4 separate regions of the Gossypium hirsutum genome follow, and all the other regions are linked to region 1. A link is a contact called in public Hi-C data. All regions are on one chromosome and are shown on one strand. Each heading gives the region's core, a stretch centred on a gene start, on an enhancer-like site or on the middle of the called end of the contact. The rest is flanking DNA. Distances are from core to core; before and after follow the strand shown.

Region 1 (2,829 bases), core at 24-2,523:
TGAATTGGTTAAGGAATAAAATAATGAAATGCACGAGTGGCAAGCTATCATGGCTTCCTGGCAGTAGACAATCAACATTGTAATCTAATAATCATGAAGATTGCGCAGATCTCCATGTAACAATTAAACGATGTGGTGCCGCAATGGAATCTTTACAGCTCGTTATAGAGTTGAAGTACATGCGCATGGTTTTGATGAATAAGCACATACCATTAGCTGAGAGGTCATTGACTCGGTTTCTCACCAATCCATAAAACCCATGGTCATTTCAAGCGTGGCTGGGATTTTTAGCCCTTGTATGGGAATATTAATAATAAGAAAAAATCAGAAAAAGAGAGGCAATTGGAGATGAAAAATTTCCAATATATTGCTTTTCTTATGCTGTATATGTGTACAGTTGAGATCAAAATCATATGCTACAAAATTTTGTTGGTCATTAGTGGTTTAATATGTTGAGAAGGGAAACTCTGGTTTTCAATAGTTGTCTAAAGATGCACTCCAAATCCCCTTCTGTTTCTTTGATGGTAGCTTGAAATGCCTCAAGATCTTTCAATAATTTTTGCACTTGTTCAAGTTTGATGTCTTTGCTTGACTTCAAGAGACTCAACTCGACTTCTAGTTTCTCGGCTTCAGTAGCTTCCATTCGGTCGCACAAAGCACGCCTCGAGTGCAATAATTTTGAAACAATAGGCCAGCCGGTAGGCTTTGATCTTAGCTTTGGAAGCAAAAGAAAAGATAAGAGGGAATCAAACATTGAAAGGCTAATTTCCTCAGCTTCTCTTAGCATGTTCACCACACCCACCATTTCAGAATCATTGTCCAACACCACTGATTTACATTTCCGGTCCATTCCCTTCAAATTTCTGATCATTTTATTCATTTCTTTCCTGGTGTCCATATAAGCTCTGATTTCACCTTCCAAGCAGGATTCACGGCCAGTTCTTCGCCTGAGGGAGGATTCAAGTCCCTGCAAACCCTCCCTCATCCGAGACAAAACATCTCTAATGGTGCCACACACGTCCAATACTCTAATAGATCCATCCAACACATCCTCTAAATGTTCAATACAAAGAGCTCTGGGAAACTGTAATTGAAACAAATCATCAACTCGGTGGTACAATTCTTTTAAACCTCCCAATCTGTTGCTCATGGACGAGGATGTTTCTTGTTGTGATGCCCTCAATCTGGTTAACTGCTCCTCAACACTTACAACTAGTGGATGAGTATTGATTGGCAAACTGCTTGAACGAACATGGCCAGTTGAGGCAGCCATTTATGTGTTTCTTTTCTGTGCTTTGTAAACAACCCAAATTGATCTTATATATATACATATATATAAAGGAGAAAGGGATAAGTGTTAAACTCTATAATTCCAAGCTTGCATTGGCTGTCATGTCGTGAGTTCCGGGGCAGCTCTACAGCTTACTCAATTATGGATATAACGCGAGTGCTCCATGGCTGCAAGACATGAGGCGACCGGTAGAATTATGGTTTAACATTCATGAACCTTGAGGCATTTAAATAGAGAAGAAAAACCCAAATCATTAACTTAAATATAATGATGTAAGTTGGTAGGTGTGCAATTAGGCAAATGGTATATCAACTGGAAGTCCCAACAATTTCCTCAAAGAAATTAGAAAATAAATTACAAGGTATGTAAAGACAAAAAAAAGGCATTGAATTTTATGTGAGAGATAGAAGAGGTGAGGAAGAAGATATTTAAAACGGATGGACAAAAGGAGGAACACGTAGACGCAAGCCCAGCGACATCAAACTCCTTGGCGTTGCTTAAATTCAACTCTCTTACGCCTCCCAAATCACTAACTTCAACTTAGCCACACCATTTGAATTCTTCATTTCACACACCAACTCAACAATCAACCTATTAATACCCATACCATCCCATAGTAAGAGGATCTGATTGTCTCCCCTCTCATTTACCGCCATCAATGGCTAACTCTCTGCTCTCTTCTAACTTCTTTGGTACTCAACTTTTACTGTCTCCTCCAACACCAAAAACTACAAGAAAGTTGCAGGTTACTCAATCTATCCTCAACAAGAAACCCAACTCTAGCCACACTGTTAAAACCCTCCAATCTCATGCCACTCTTGCTGCCTTACTCTTCTCTGCCGTAGCCCCACAAGCACTAGCCGTTGACAACGCCCCACCCACTCCGCCACCTGTAATTGAAGCCCAGCCTACGAAGCCAAGCCCATCGAACCAGTCGCCCTTCTCCCAAAACCTCCTCTTAACTGCTCCCAAGCCTCAATCTCAATCCTCCGATCTTCCGGAGGGCAGCCAATGGAGGTACAGCGAATTCTTGAACGCAGTCAAGAAGGGGAAAGTGGAGAGAGTCAGGTTCAGCAAAGACGGTTCTGCCCTCCAACTCACCGCCGTTGATGGCCGTAGAGCCACCGTGATTGTCCCCAATGACCCTGACCTCATCGACATCTTAGCCATGAATGGCGTCGATATTTCGGTATCCGAGGGTGATTCCGGTAATGGGCTTTTCAATTTTATTGGGAATTTGCTTTTCCCTTTCCTTGCTTTCGCTGGATTGTTCTTCCTCTTCCGTCGGGCTCAAGGTGGTCCAGGTGGCCCCGGTGGGCTTGGCGGACCCATGGATTTTGGACGATCCAAATCCAAGTTCCAGGAAGTGCCAGAGACTGGTGTTACCTTCTCCGACGTAGCGGGAGCTGACCAGGCAAAATTAGAACTCCAAGAGGTTGTCGATTTCTTGAAGAACCCAGACAAGTACACAGCTTTAGGAGCTAAAATCCCGAAAGGTTGTTTATTGGTTGGACCTCCTGGTACTGGAAAGACTCTAT
Region 2 (3,045 bases), core at 207-2,706, 160 kb before region 1:
GTGGATTTCGTGTTATTCTTTCCCGGGGACTCGCCAGGCAAATCTTGTTTATTCTTCTTAATTGCAAAGATCTTTCTCCTGGGATTAAAAATTAACAACATGCCGAAAACAAAATCAAAGCAAAGATCTTTGCATTTGATAAAATTATTTGGACTTGTCTTGAATACACGCAATATGGGGACACACTCACTGTCTCCACCTAAAATTGATTGATCATAAATTACGTACCTTTCATAATGGAGGGACCCCTTAGCCAAAGCTCCCCTTTCTGATTGACCTTCAAGGCCGTACCAGTTGTAGGGTCTACAATTTTGGCTTCCAAGTTCGGCGATAGCAACCCTACACTGCCATACTTGAGACACTCCTCCGGCGTTTGCATTGATGCGCCAAATCCTGTCGATTCTGTCATCGCGTACCCTTGCCGAATATCAATGCTTGGAAACTTTTCCATAAACCTATTTATCAAATCCTTGCTCAACGGAGCGCCACCGCACACTATTGATTGCAACGAACTCAAATCGTACTTCTTTCGTATCTCATCAGCTTCCTTCACCATTACCAAGAGTATAGGTGGCACCAGGGGGAGGCAAGTGACACGGTACTTCTCTATTGCCGACAGCATTTCCTTCATGTCGAACTTTGATAAAACAACTACTTTTGATCCTTGCGTGAGTTTCCCGATGGCAAAAGCTCCGAAGCCGTAGATGTGGAACATGGGAACGGCGCAGATATGGGTTTGCTCCCCTTCGTCTGGATTGCTCAAATGTGAAAAACTTTGCATTAGAGCCATGAGGTTTCCGTGAGATGATATTACTCCCTTGCTGGCACCCGTCGTGCCCGAGGAATAGAGTAGAGTTGCCGCGTCATCTTGGTACACTCGATCCCTCACTCGGATCTTGTCCTTTGTTTCCTTCTTTAACATTTCACTAATAGTAGTAACTATTTTGACTTGGCCTGTTTTTTCGGTCGCCACTTGCTCGTCGAGAAGTACGATGGGGAGAGGTGATCCAGCCAATTTTGGGACGACTTGAGAAGTGGTGAAGACGAGGACGGGCTTTGAATCAGCCATTTGTACCGCGAATTCACGAGACGTGTTGAGGGGGTTGCTAGTGGTTATAATAGCTCCAAGAGACATCACAGAGAGGCAAACAATGGGTATGAAAATGGAGTTTGGTGCGATGATGATGATGATGTTTCCTTTCCGAATACCCAATTCGGACAGACATGTGGAAACGGAGTCAACTGATTGCCAAAGTTGGGAAAAGGAGAGGTGGCGACCGGTAGTGGCGTCGATGAAGGCGGTTTTGCCATGGTGAGGGTAAGAGGAGATAAAAGTGGTGATGTCAAGGGCATGGTTGGATGGAAGTGGAAAGGGAACGCGTTTGCTGTAGAAAGTAGAATTGGAAGAACAAAACCCACTCTTGGGATCGATTCTTAAGCTGCTAATTTCAGCCATAATAATGGTTTGGGGTTTTATTCTCTCTCACTAACCTTCTTCCTCTGCTACTTCTTTTGTCGCATTTTTATGTAGATTAAGAGCAGTACCCTGTGATCACTTGCAAGCTGCCTATTGTGGTATCCCTAGCATAATGTCAAATTCCGCTATTAATAACATTGATTATGATTTTGTTATTATTCTAGTTAAATTTTATCATCAATCTTTAAAAAATAAGTTAAATTATTTTTTCTAATGATAATATTAACGAAAATTTAATTTTTTTAATAATATTATGTAACAATTTACATGAAAATTCACATGTATTTATGACATTATTTATTTTATATAATATATTAATGTTGAAAATACGTGTTTACTTTAATAATTTAATATCTACTCTAAATAGTTATTTCAAAATATTATTATTAGTTTAATTTTAAAAAATAAAACTAATAATTAATTAACATATGTAATATGTTGAAAATAGATATTTACTTTAATTAAAATGACACGGTATCATTTATTGCAATATTAGCATAATAATAATTGTATTATAAAATGTATAACAAAACTAATAATCTTTTATACACTTTGTTTTTTATAAAGTTGTCAATATTAAAATAGTTATAAAAGGGATATAAGTTAGTATTAAGTTTTTTTTAAATTAAATTTATATAATTTTTTTATAAATTTAAATATTATAAAAATTGATATTAATTATATAAATAAAAAATTATATCAAAAAATAATATCACATATGTGGTATGAAAAATTTTAGTATTAAGATCTTCCCCTTGAGTACATATGACAGCTTTAGCAATTAATGCATTTTCTAAGTGGATTTGGTGCAATTATTTTCCATTATTTCAGTATTTTTGGGTTTGTAAAAATTATCCATAAAGCTGACAAAAGCGATGTTAAATAATAATTCTATACGTCAGGGCATATTAAATAATAATTCTATACGTCAGGGCAATGTTTGCCACGCACACCCTATTTCCAATTTTTTATCATCAGCAATAAAGATGTCCCGATTCTTTTATTCAACCCTTTGGACTTGCACAATCAAATATAGAAGTGAGAAAAATTTGATTTGATTCGAAAAATTTGATAAAATTTTTAAATTTTGAATTAAATATTTTAAGTTATTTGAGTTAATCAAGTTATTTAGGTCAACTCGAATAAAAAAAAGTTTTTTGGTTTAATTCGAATGTGAATTACACAATTCGAGTTATTCAAAAATCCGAATAAGAAAAGGCAAAATTACGTCATTTTGATGAATGTTTACCTTTCTAAAGTTAAAAGTCAAAACCATTAAATTAAAAAGGTAAAACTATGTTGTTTTGATAAATGTTTACTAATTAAGTTAAAAGGTAAAACCATTATATTGTTTATGTTGTTAAATAATTTTATACTTCGTTTCCTATTTAAATAATCGGTTCATGTAAAGCGCAACATTGAGTACAAATAATAGGATTCGTTAACTCGACTCAAAATTTTTTGACTCGATTCGATCCGATTTGAAAAAAAATTCAAATTGAATTCGGTTGCTAAAATAGGATTCGTCAACTCGACTAACTCAAAATTTTTTGACTCGATTCGACTCG
Region 3 (2,740 bases), core at 36-2,535, 130 kb before region 1:
GATTTACCAAAAAATTTCTAATTAATTTCCTTCGGGATCAACTCATAAGAAAGGACCAAGATACTTTGAATTCTTACGTTTTCAAAAACATGATGTAGATTCCAAAATATTGTGCATGTAGTTGGACCAGAGAATGCAGTTGCGTTATAAGGTTGCAATTGGACAGATCACGCAAGTGCGAATTAATGTAACATAAATACTATTAGTTCGAAAGCACTGTGGAGAGCAACAAATGTCCACGGACCACCTAATTGACACCAAAAAGTAAAATCTCCTTGTGCTTTAGGACCCCATAGTAACAACAAAGAATGTGCTAAACTACTAGCAGGGGTAGAAACTGCGGCGGTTAAAAAATTGCAACCTTCCAAATAGGAGCTGGTCAATCCATGAATATACCATGAAGTTATAAAGGTTGTACCTATAAACCAACCCCCTAAAACGAAATAGGAATAGGGAAAGAGCAATAGGGCGGATCAACCTACAAAAACGAAAAGGTCCCTACATAACCAGTCATACATAATATCAAATAAATCATTTTCATCTTCGGTAAATTTACCAAGGGCAATAGCTGTATTTAAATTCAAAACATAACAATAGAGACAAGAATAGAAAATAACCATTAAAGATATTTAAATTAAACTGTGTTTATATATAATAAATAATTTAAAATCATTAAAAATATATGTATATTAATTAATGAAATATAAAATAAAAAGTATATATTTGGTAAGTAAAATTAAAATATAATAAAAATCTAAATTAAATAATTAAAACTATATTTTGTGCTAATTAATAATAATTTAAAATATACAAATTATATTAAAATTAAAATAAATAAATATTAAAAAACAATCTACAATTTTAAGAATTAAATAAACTAAACTACAAGTGAAAGGGGTGAAATGAATTTTGTTTTCCTCTCCTTTAGTGAAATGGGGAGGTCCTCTATTATAAAAATCTGATTAAATTAATATTTTTTATAATTAAATAAATTAATTTAGTCCTTATACTATTAAAAAATTAACTAAAACTAAATTAGAATAGATTTAACATATACTATTTTAAAAAAGTATCATTTACTATTTAGCATAGCTAATATTTTTAAAAGTTTTATGGTTTTGTAAATAAAATATTCTGTTTAGAATTAAATTACAATTGAAAAAAATAATTTTCAAAGACCATTTTTTATACATTAAATGTTAAATCTATTTGATACTTTTTAATAATATAGGACTAATTTGATTCATTTAATAATACAACCATCTAATCCCTGTAATACATCAACTCTCAGATTTATGGATCAATGGCTTGGGCTTAGCCGATTTCGTGAAAAAGGCCTGGTACAACGAAAAGAAACCAGCACATATGGGAACCACACCTTCAGTTGGTCAAATTCGCATCCAACGGTTCAGGATCGGTTTAAATCTAAGCAACCGGCAAGTGATTAATCCACCTTCGAACACTTGGGAACATTTCTGGTGTTTAGGGTTTGGTTGCAGGGAGAGATGGGAGGAGGCCATGGAGAGAGTACAACTTACAAAGGTCTAACTTTGCATCATCCAAAGCGATGGCATGTTGTCACCGGCAAAGGCTTGTGTGCCGTTATGTGGTAATTTTTATTTTTCCTTTTTGTTTGAATTAATCGGTATCCTTATTTGTTACCAATCTGACGTTTATTGGATTTAGTTTATCTAGTGATTCTGTTGTGCCAAGACATTTGGGAATTTGGTGCAATTTCAATTAGCATATCTGTAAAAAGAATTCATGGATACGCCTTGAAAGTGGAAATTTAATTTATAAAAAAATTGGGGGTTTAGTTTGAAAGATGTGCAGTGAAGGCTTGAATTTGGATCAAATTAGTTGATGCTCGAAGGTTTTATGTTTTAGAATTATTATCTGCAAGCTTTTCCATTAACGATCATGGATACTGATGGCCGTGTACATTGTCACTGTATTATCCTTGTGATTCATAGATGATATAAGTCAGGTTGCTTGCAAACATTAATAAAGATTAGATTGCAATGCTGATGGATTTTTTGAAGTTCCTTGAATCTGGTGTTTCAGGTTTTGGGTCTTGTACAGGGCTAAGCAAGATGGTCCTGTTGTATTGGTAAGAAGTTCCTCTTTTCAGTTGCCTTCATAATCAATCCTTATCTGAAGTAACTTGCTTTCATTCCCGGACTGACTTTGTCGCTCTTAGGGTTGGCGACACCCTTGGGAGGGCCATGATGATCATTCTCACGGTCATGGAGATAAGCATTAGGTACAGTTTTTCTTTCTGCTTAGTATGATTTGTTGAGTTTTGATTTTGCATATTTTGCATTTATAAGAGGTTAATCGAACACAACTAAGAGGGAGGTCATTTATTCTTGATGCTTGAAAACTTGATTCTTTTTCCTCTACTCGGAGTTACTATGAAACTCCAATTCATTGTTACTTTATTTATGCCTATATATTTTGTGCTCCAAGTCTACATAACTTTAAGGAATTATGGCCTGTCTCTGTCATAATGGCATGTAATTGATTTCATTTGCATGTGTATCCACAAGGTTCAAGGATTGATACAATAAAAGAGGAGAGAAAAACCGAGAACTAGCATTATTATTAGATATTTTTTCCTTGATTTTTCTATTCGCCTATCCTTGTTACTTTGTTAGGAGGCCTTAGGATTTTAGCATTCATTTGCTTTGCCGGCATTTTTTAATTTGTCTGTTGCTAATTTCATTGGTGCTTTTAGTTT
Region 4 (2,850 bases), core at 215-2,714, 180 kb before region 1:
TAATGTTAGAATTTTTATTCCGCGAATTAAATTAATACTAATTTAGTTAATGAAATAAAAATTTGAGTAACATCAACCTAGAAAAAAAAATGTTAAATTCAAAAATTAAATGTATATTTAAATAATTCATATTTGTTAAAACTTGCATTTAAGAGTGCACAAACCTACTTGATAAAAGGGAAATAATACCGTCATTTCTTAATTATTATAATGACATTAAAAACATTAAATATACATACCTTCTTTTTTCTTTCTTTTCTTTTTTAACTTACAAGCAGGAAAACAGACGCAGAAATTTATATGATGTATGCAACCCCAAAAAGAAAAACAGAGAACAGACAGTTCCAACAAATTGATAAACCACACAATCTCTACACATCTTTTACTTGAAATGCATTATATTGATTCATTAATTGGGAGCAGTGGTCTCTTTTTCCTTCTCGTCCTCTGTTTTGGAGTGGTAACCAGGAATTTTCTCCTTGATTTTCACCAAAAATCCCTTCTTCTCTTTTGTCTCTCCTTCATGGTGGTCGTTCTCAATTGGGGCAGCAGCAGCTGGTGGTTGGGTGGTGTCCTCTTCATCTTTCTTATGCTGTCCTGGGAGTTTGTCTTTGATCTTATCCATGAAACCCTTCTTTTCCGGCGTCTCTGAGTGGTGAACTGTTGCTACCTCATCGCACTTCTCCACTGGGACTGCACTGTCCTGTTCTTTCTTTCCCTTCTCCTTTTTCTTCTTCTTCTTCTTCTCTCCGCCTTCACCTTCTTCCTCGTCACTAGACTGAACATTCATACAACGCATGTTATAATATATATGAAAAAGATTTGACTGTTTGAACTATGAATAGTAAGCAAGGAAGTAAAAAAAAGTAATTACAGAGCTGGAGCTGCTATTGGATAGGTGAAGCTTGTCCAGGAGACTGTGTTTCTTCTCATCTTCCTTATGTTCCTCTTCTATCTTGACTTTCTCAAACTGGGTGGCGACCACCTCCTCTTGAGGTTGAGGCTTCTCATCTTCTTTCTTCCCCAAGAAATCAAACATCCCTCGCTCCTTGCTCTCCACTGCTTCCTCACCACCAACCTTGGTATGCTCCTCAGCCATTTTTTCTTTATCTACAACCACTAAACTCAAAACAAGTATGCTGAAAACTACCTAACGTATTACCGTATCAAGATTGTGGATCACTTCACTTGTACGTACAAAGTTGGCTACACAGATTGATGGATTTTAAGAAACGAGAGGAACTGGGTTTTTATAGTATTTTCAAACACGGATCTGACGCAGTTTAGGGAAAAGAGAAAACATTAAAAAATTAACGCAATTTAAATGGGATGGGCAATCCAGCGCCATGTAACCGAGCTCTGCATTAAACTTTGAGAAATATGTCTTAACAACACTACTCTGGCACTCCTAATTGATTCTACCTTACTCGCTTTCTCTACTCGACACCTGTCTCTTGATCCTACGTGTCAAGCAAAGAAAGCGAGTGAAGATATGCTTTATTGGTGGGAAATAAGAGTCAAAAGACGAAAAAGAAATTAAAAAATCAGTGTGGCACTATCATGAGAGCATGGTACCACTGGAAGTGACACGTGGATAGCGGGACCCGATGGTCGGTGAATGGGGCCCATACAAAGAGACGATTGTTGGAGAAAGGTGTCGAATTACGTCGTGAATAAGGAGGAGGGTTCGAGATTGTGGAGGGCCCCCATGGCCTCGGCTTCGGTATAACTTATCCTCCACTTTATTTTCGTCGCTTTCCCGGGATACGTTACTTGGAGTGGAGGCCCACGGACAAGTGGCCGGTTTATGATTTTACCCATTTAATTTTTTATGTTACACTTAATAGTTCTAAGGGATGTAGGAATTAAAAATGGAAAAACCATTAAATATAATTGGATAAGGGAGATGGGAAGAAGGCGACAAATTAGATATTTGAATAAGTCTTATCAACTCATAGATATAATTTTAAAAGCTCACGTCTTTAAGTCATGATTGTAATGCTTTTGTAATTATCTATACCGACTTCAATGACATCCTCTCTCTTTTTTCTTTTTCTTTTTTTTCTTAAATTTAATGTAATCCCAGTTAATAAATACATACGTTAATAGAGCTAAAATTCAATTAGTTAAAAAATTATATTTTAAGTGAAAATAATGCATCAATTAATGTATAGTATATAAAATAAACTTTAAAATAATAATTTTTTTTAAATCAACGAGATCCACTCTGGCAATGGAGTATAAAGAAATTCCCCCCAAATCCTTAAAGGGACTACCACATTTCTCTTGTATTGGCACAACTTCGCAAAACATAAATAATAGACTCTTCAACATGCCTACAACTTGCACATGGAGGATCTCTAACAAAACCTCTCCTAGATTGTTGCGCATGAAGTTGTGGATTTGATAGTAAGTTTATTCATAATAATCCTGAAATAATAATGTAATTATTTTGAGGCTTTATTTGCTAAAAAAATAATTTATTACTGTAATACTCTGAAAATTATTACAATAAAAAAATAAGATATTATCTTTGATATAGTTAACTAAGAAAATAAAGGGATAAAAAGGGAAATTTTATTATGTCAACATTGGGAAGTATATTATGATATATTACATTATTAATTAAAGAAAGGACTAAATTGTAAAAATAAGAAAAGTTTTGTTGCCCAAGAGTACATACTCAAAATTTAAGGGGTTAAAGTGTAAATTAAAAAATTTGAAGGACCAATAGTGCAAACATTTTAGGGGTGGAATAATCTAGAAACTAAGGAAAATGGATGAATTAGGACCAAATCAAATAGGTGAAAAATTATGAGGGACTATATCGTAATTTTTCCAAATTAAGTG

Evidence for each region. A called contact is a pair of places that touch in the nucleus more often than the background predicts.
Region 2: a contact with region 1 is called in a Hi-C map of hypocotyl, with 2.9 times the contacts expected there. The contact joins the promoter of LOC107916834 here to the promoter of LOC107917375 in region 1. A contact is called at or near these places in 4 of 34 Hi-C or Micro-C datasets (callus, hypocotyl and leaf).
Region 3: a Hi-C map of leaf shows a contact between it and region 1, with 3 times the contacts expected there. The contact joins the promoter of LOC107916634 here to the promoter of LOC107917375 in region 1. A contact is called at or near these places in 20 of 34 Hi-C or Micro-C datasets (anther, callus, cotyledon and 4 more).
Region 4: a contact with region 1 is called in a Hi-C map of leaf, with 2.5 times the contacts expected there. The contact joins the promoter of LOC107917975 here to the promoter of LOC107917375 in region 1. A contact is called at or near these places in 3 of 34 Hi-C or Micro-C datasets (hypocotyl and leaf).

Annotation. Positions count from the first base shown.
Region 1 is chrA01:20,437,662-20,440,490 of Gossypium_hirsutum_v2.1, reverse strand. LOC107917375 reads right to left here and starts at 1,273. Exons shown (of 1, transcript XM_016846733.2): 1 at 1-1,273. The coding sequence starts at 1,273. The coding sequence ends at 437. It overlaps LOC107917971 (ATP-dependent zinc metalloprotease FTSH, chloroplastic), which reads left to right and starts at 1,950. Exons shown (of 5, transcript XM_016847427.2): 1 at 1,950-2,829. The coding sequence starts at 1,950.
Region 2 is chrA01:20,596,001-20,599,045 of Gossypium_hirsutum_v2.1, reverse strand. It overlaps LOC107916834 (4-coumarate--CoA ligase-like 5), which reads right to left and starts at 1,456. Exons shown (of 5, transcript XM_041074164.1): 1 at 229-1,456. The coding sequence starts at 1,456.
Region 3 is chrA01:20,571,948-20,574,687 of Gossypium_hirsutum_v2.1, reverse strand. LOC107916634 (NADH dehydrogenase [ubiquinone] 1 beta subcomplex subunit 2) reads left to right here and starts at 1,285. Exons shown (of 4, transcript XM_016845948.2): 1 at 1,285-1,609; 2 at 2,065-2,110; 3 at 2,201-2,263. The coding sequence starts at 1,506. The coding sequence ends at 2,263.
Region 4 is chrA01:20,617,557-20,620,406 of Gossypium_hirsutum_v2.1, reverse strand. It overlaps LOC107917975 (dehydrin ERD10), which reads right to left and starts at 1,464. Exons shown (of 2, transcript XM_016847434.2): 1 at 875-1,464; 2 at 173-778. The coding sequence starts at 1,099. The coding sequence ends at 410.